Linked DNA regions of Mus musculus: region 2 is linked to region 1. Evidence: chromatin contacts called from public Hi-C data. All regions are on one chromosome and are shown on one strand. Each heading gives the region's core, a stretch centred on a gene start, on an enhancer-like site or on the middle of the called end of the contact. The rest is flanking DNA. Distances are from core to core; before and after follow the strand shown.

Region 1 (3,126 bases), core at 420-2,919:
AATCAAAGCAGATGCCAGAGAAATAAGGCAGTATGAAGTACACAACTCTACTGAATTAAAAAACAGAACAAAACAAACATGCATGGGCCTTTTCAGAGAAGTCCAACGTTTTGTATGAAATGTCACCAAAAACAATGTTAAACAAAATAATGTATATTCCAGAAAAGTAATTCAAGCCCATAAACTCTTAAGAAGTGAACATATTCTGAATCAATGGCCATCCAGTCCAACTTCTTCCATTCTGGTAAAGATCGGGATGTCTAAGCTAAAGGAGCCCAACTTTTCCCGGAGATAGAATCTGATTACTCTGAGTCCTTTAACTTTCAGTAATCACCAAATAATCATTTATGCCATGAACTTCATTGAAAATACCCAGCCAGTAGAAGCGTCTTGACAGGAAGGGCACTCAGTACAAAGTCCAACTATCTCTAGAAGCCTTTCCTCTTCGGAAGATAGTTTACAAGACTGCCTCTTCCTGAGAGAATACCAGAACTAAGAAAATCTACAGTCTTCTCTTCATGTCTCCCACAGAGCTCCGCTTGATCGTTCATGCATATAATAATCTCGACAATCTGATACGAACACAATTCACACTGCGTCCTGATCATGAGATTCTGTTGTTTCATTATCATCAGCCAGAAATTCTTTTAAAAAGTATCCACACAAAACAGGCATCAAATTTGCTGCTTCAGGCTATTCCCGTTTTACTGCTTTTTATTCTGGATACTAAATGCACTATAAACATGGTTTTCCTAATGTCACCTCCTTCGTATGAATTCCTGTGTTAACAGAAAAGGAAGAGGAAATGTCAATTTACATGGAGGAGTGTGGCTGAAGGACAAGATGGAGTGCCCTGCTAAAGAGGCCTTATCTGTTTACTTTTTGAAGGTGCAGGAGTGAACAACTGTTACAACACTGTACTACTTCCAAGATGACATTCAGAAAGAAAACCAGCCTGAGGGAAGACTGCAAACCTACAGCACATCTGAGAAATAGTGCTAAAATCTACTCTAAAGGGCAAACTGCTTACCAAAAAAGTTCCTGATTTCCCACTCTTCGCAGCTTTGATCCGCAGTGGGGGAAGGGCACGTTACTGAACAAGTCCAGGCCCCCCAGGCTTCTCAGAGTCTGGTCTGTGAGTGTTAAATCCGGAAACAGAAATACAGCACACCATAAACCTGGGTACAGAGTACCAGGGACAAAATGTCAAAGTACACATCACAGGGATCTGAGAGGTCGGAGACGAATCTCCAAGAATGTAACTCCCGGACCGCACCGCCTTCCGAGGTGCCGCGCCGCAGAATCGGACGGTGGAGGGCGGGCACAGGTAAACACCACAAAAGGGGCTGGGAAGGAAGGGGGCGGCGTAGAGCGGGGACCTGGGGAGGGCAAGGAGGGGAGTGACACAATCCGGGGTGCCCAGACCTGCATGGGGTCACCTTCCGCTGCCCCGGCCGGACGAATCGCGTGGCGTGAGTAGCGGCAGGAGCATGCCGCGCCGCGGAGGGTTTGGCGCCACGAACTAGGGTCTGCCCTCGGCGCAGTGCTGTCCCGGGCCTGCTGTCCAGGGAGGGAGGGGCCGGAGACCACTCACCACAGGCCACCACTCAGCCAGCACCCGGGCCGGCTGCAGTTCCAAACACGTCAGTGGCTCACGCAGCAGGACCTTAAGTAGCGCGCACCCCAACGTGCTGCCCCCGCGCCCCCCGTTCCAGCTTGTCCAATCCACGCACGCCGCTGCCAGATTGACAGGCGCGCGGAACTCTGTGAGGTTGGGGCGGGCTCAGTTCGCTCCGCCCCCGGGCAGCGGGAGGAGGGCTCAAGCAGGAGGAGCGGGTGGGACGGCGTGAGACCCCGCCTTCTCCCCGCCCCACCGCGCCCCCCGCCCTTCAGCATCGCTCTTACCACTTCGGCCTGATGGGCAGCCACGTCAACCAATGAGCTCATCTGGACCCGGCGGCGGCCGCTCGGACTGGCCAGGCCCTGGGCGGAGCGTGAGGAGGGCGGGCACCTCGGCGGGCGGGGGCCAGGGCGGGCCGGCGGGCGGGCGCGGGGCGGGGGCGGGGGCGGCGGCCGAGCGGGCGGGGGGGGGGGTGGGGGGGGGTAGGAGGCGGCGGTGGGCGCGACGTCGGCGGCTGCGGCGGCGGCGGCGGCGGCGGCGGCAGCTGCAAGTTGAGCTGCAGGGGCAGCGCATACACTACAATGGCTGCTGGAAAGAGGCGTAAGGAAACAATTTCCAGGCCCGCCGCGTCCAGCCCGAAATATGAGAAAAAAATTATTAGAAATTCCGCGGGCGGTGTAAAGGCGGCGGACGGGCCGGAGGGAGGATGTTAAAGCTCCGCGGTGAGTTCTCCGGGGGTCCGGGGCGGCGGGGAGGCGTTTAGCGGGAGGAATATCAGGGTTATTTAAATTATGGGACTAGCCGAGGGGGCAGAGGAGCCGCGGCGGCGGCAGGAGGAGGAAAAGTTTGTGCTACTCCCAGCCCCTGCTCAGGACCCCAGAGAGAAAAATAATAATAAAAAATCAAATAAAATCGTGCGGCGGGGCTGCAAGGACTCCCGAGGTCGCTGCTGACAGGGCAGGGGGCGACGCGACTGGGGACCCGAAGGTGAGGTCGGTGGGAAAAAAAAAACCCTTTTATTCAGGGTCTGGAAAGTTTGAAAAGTTTTCCTCCTCCTCCTCCTCCTCCTCTCTGGTGCTGTGAATATTGTGACAGCGGCAGCGGCAGCAGAGAGAGCGGAAGACATTAGAGACCCGAAAAATAAGGGAAAAATTAATATAAATTCGGTTTTGAGAGGAAACTCTCCGCGTTTTCCACCAAAACATCCCGGGGGAAGGTCGCTTCCCAGAGGGCCTGGCGGAGACCCGCGGTCGGCAATATTTGGGGGGTACTGGGAGTGACTTGGGGTAACTTTGCCCCCTTTTCCGAAGAGGTTTTTCTTTTCTGGAGAAATGCATTTGTTTTTGCCCTCCTGCCCAGGTGGGAGAGCCGAGTCGGGGTGCGGGGTCCGCGGGGCGCCGGACCCAGCCGGGTGGCGACGGGGGCGTAGGGGGAGGGGGTGCTAAATGAAAGCAGGAGATCGGGACGGAGCAGGGACAGCTTGTTGTCAGTATCATAAACAACCA
Region 2 (3,126 bases), core at 245-2,744, about 12 Mb before region 1:
TGTGTGTGTGTGTGTGTATGTGTGCATGTGTTGCACACATACTTTACTATTAACAGAACTTGATTGCTTGCTGTTGCTGTGATTTTTTTTTTCTGTCTTTTAATTCTTTAATTGTTGGGAAAAACTGAACTCAGTCCATGACCCTGGATGGTAACATAAGCGGGTACCAATACCACTGCACTTGACTTGGAACTGTGCTGGTTTTGAAAAAGTGCCTTCTTTTGCAAAAGTGTGTATCTTATTTCTAAATGAGATATGAATGTCTTAAAGCTGCTATTTCCTAGACTAATGTAATAAGGCATAAATAAACTTTATTCTTAATAACATTCAGGTATAATTTTGTAGGACTTTGAATAAATGAATTCAAAGTATAGATGTGATGTTTATTTTTGAGGCTAATTTGTCTATTTTGTCTAAGTTTTTCTCCAGTACATTTACTTCAATGTTAATGTCTTAAGATTTCTATCATTAATTGATTATGAAAATTAAATGTATATACTTACAAAATCCCTATATGTGTGTATATATACATACATACATACAGCATGTATACGTATATATATTCTTAGTTGAGATATATACACATTATATTGTAAGTACATATTTTTATATTTTTGTATTTTGTTTATGTGTATGTGTGTTGCCTGCAGAAGCCAGAAGTGTTGGTCAGATTCCCTGGAGCTGGAGAGCAGGCAGCTGTGAGCTACTAGATTCGAGTACTGATAACAAACCTCAGATCCTCTGGAAGAACAAGCCCTCTTAACGGCTTACCCATGACTCCAGCCCAAGAAAACATAATCTTAGAATGTAGACTTGTAAAAAACTATTAAGAACTAGAGTATAGGGAAGGAAATGTCGGTGTTATATATATTACACTAATAATATAAGGGACAATTACAGATTGTAGTATCCTGGTGCGTGTAGGATCGTGGAACTATATCGCTCACAAATATGAGATATTTGCGCCAAACATCGTACTGAACAGTTATCTAAGTAGAAAGGTGTTTACAGTAAAAAGATGAAATAGTGCTGGATTTTGGTTGTTTGGTTTTGTTTGTTTTTGCCTTTGTTTTTCTTTTTGGATGGAAGACTTCCCAAACACAAGAAATGGTTTTATATTTCTATTTGTGAGTAGGCTTTGAGGAATAAAAGAAGAAACCGTTTCCTGGTAAGGGAGCAAGTCATATAAGCTAAACACCTCAATTTGTCACACTGACAGCGCTAGCCTCTCTACCTCACTTCTCACAAGTGGCAGCCACTGAGTAAAGACTGGAGTGGAAGCAACCAGATGGTTTACAGCTCAGGAAGTGGGGCACCAGGCTCCCCAGCAGTAGTCACCCCACACCCTATCACGTCCAGGGTTTGGAGTCTAAGGAAGACACTCGGGCCAAAGGAAAATCCAGCCGACCCACCTGACACCAGACTGGAGAACTCCGGAGGGATTTTCCCCGGAGGAAATCTTTTCCAAGCCTCAGCGATGTCCACCCGGCTTGTGGGGGGAGGGAGGCCTCTGAGACACGCCCATGATCTGCAGAGGGAGGAGCCGGCAGAGGGAGGAGCCCGCAGAGAGGGGAGCTTGCAGAGGGAGGAGCCGGCAGAGGGAGGAGCCCGCAAAGATGGGAGATTACAGAGGGAGGGGCCGGCGGAAGGAGGAGCCAGAGGACAGAAGAGCGGGCGGAGGAGGAGCCGGCGGAGGGAGGAGCTGGGGGAGGGCGGAGCCGACGGAGGGAGGAGCTGGCAGAAGGAGGAGCCGGCGGAGGGCGGAGCCGGCGGAGGGAGGAGCTGGCAGAGGGAGGAGCCGGCGGAGGGAGGAGCTGGCAGAGGGAGGAGCTCACAGAGAGAGGAGATTGCAGAGGGAGGAGCCGGCAGAGGGAGGAGACCGCGGAGGGAGGAGCCGGCGGAGGGAGGAGCCGGCGGAGGGAGGAGCCGGCGGAGGGAGGAGCCGGCGGAGGGAGAAGCCAGGGGTAGGAGGCAGGGGCTGAGGAGTTGGTGAAGGTAGGAGCCCGCCCAGGGAGGGCCGGCGGAGGGAGGAGCCCGCCGAGTCCAGGAGGAGGGAGGAGGACGGTCCACCCCGGCGCGGCCGCAGACCCGACGGGCTCCCTGGCACAGCTGACCGGGCCGGAACTGCAGCGGCCACGCGGGAATGGGCCGCCCCGGGACCTAGCGCCGCGGCCAGGGTCGGGCGGAGCCGCCGCGCAGCCGGAGCCATGAACGGGGACGCCATCTGCAGCGCGCTACCCCCCATCCCGTACCACAAGCTCGCCGACCTGCACTACCTCAGCCGGGGCGCCTCTGGCACGGTCTCGTCGGCACGACACGCAGACTGGCGCGTGCGGGTGGCAGTGAAGCACCTACACATCCACACGCCGCTGCTCGACAGGTAGGGCGCCGGCGCGGGGCCCCACACAGACGCGGGCTGGGTGGTCCACAGACCGGCCGCACTATGGCGATGCGCCGGCTCCGCCGCGGCGAGTCCTTAAGTCCTTGGGCTAACCTGATCCAAGGGAGAAACCATCCTGGACGTGCGTCAGACTTTGCAACTCGCCCTGCCTCTCCTCCCACCCGAGGTGTTCCCACTCTCCAAAAACCTGCAATCACGGCCACCTCTAAAACCCTGTTTATTGAACCCGACGTGTGTTGGTACAGTGCTTGTGGGCTTTGCTTTGTTTTAGCTAGCTGTTAGCGGTAAGAGCTGTGGAACTCTAAAAACTGCTCTTGGAAATGAAGTACGCAGTGACTGCAAAATACACACCGGAGTTTGAGCATTTAGCACTAAAAAGAAAAATAATAATACTATACCGGTGTTTTTATATTGATTAAACGTCAAAATATTTTTCTAGGGTTTTATGTGTGTTTCACTCCTGCTCCTGAGCCTGCATATTATGGCTTGGTTTGGTTTGATTTGGTTGGTTTTGTTTTCTTTGTGGTTTATTACGTGCCCTCATGAAGTTCAGTTATCAAATTCTACATTACCAGTTGTTATTCGAGCTCTTGCCTTGGAAGTCCCCAAAGGAAGTGTGCAATGTTTTTTGTAACAGTAAAATGAATCAAAAGCTATTAAATGGTCAAAATTTGTGAAGAATAAAAGTTTTGACCATCCCTTGCCCTGGTATTATTTGTGTCCAG

Evidence for each region. A called contact is a pair of places that touch in the nucleus more often than the background predicts.
Region 2: a contact with region 1 is called in a Hi-C map of rod photoreceptor, with 8 times the contacts expected there. The contact joins the promoter of A530072M11Rik here to the promoter of Chchd7 in region 1. A contact is called at or near these places in 2 of 39 promoter capture datasets (liver and pre-B cells) and 6 of 484 Hi-C or Micro-C datasets (CD4 T cells, CD8 T cells, brain and 3 more).

Annotation. Positions count from the first base shown.
Region 1 is chr4:3,937,431-3,940,556 of GRCm38.p6, reverse strand. It overlaps Chchd7 (coiled-coil-helix-coiled-coil-helix domain containing 7), which reads right to left and starts at 1,669. Exons shown (of 5, transcript NM_181391.4): 1 at 1,426-1,669; 2 at 1,031-1,178. Plag1 (pleiomorphic adenoma gene 1) reads left to right here and starts at 2,152. Exons shown (of 6, transcript NM_019969.3): 1 at 2,152-2,343.
Region 2 is chr4:16,162,478-16,165,603 of GRCm38.p6, reverse strand. It overlaps A530072M11Rik (RIKEN cDNA gene A530072M11), which reads right to left and starts at 1,494. Exons shown (of 7, transcript NR_045765.2): 1 at 1,413-1,494. Ripk2 (receptor (TNFRSF)-interacting serine-threonine kinase 2) reads left to right here and starts at 1,961. Exons shown (of 11, transcript NM_138952.4): 1 at 1,961-2,380. The coding sequence starts at 2,208.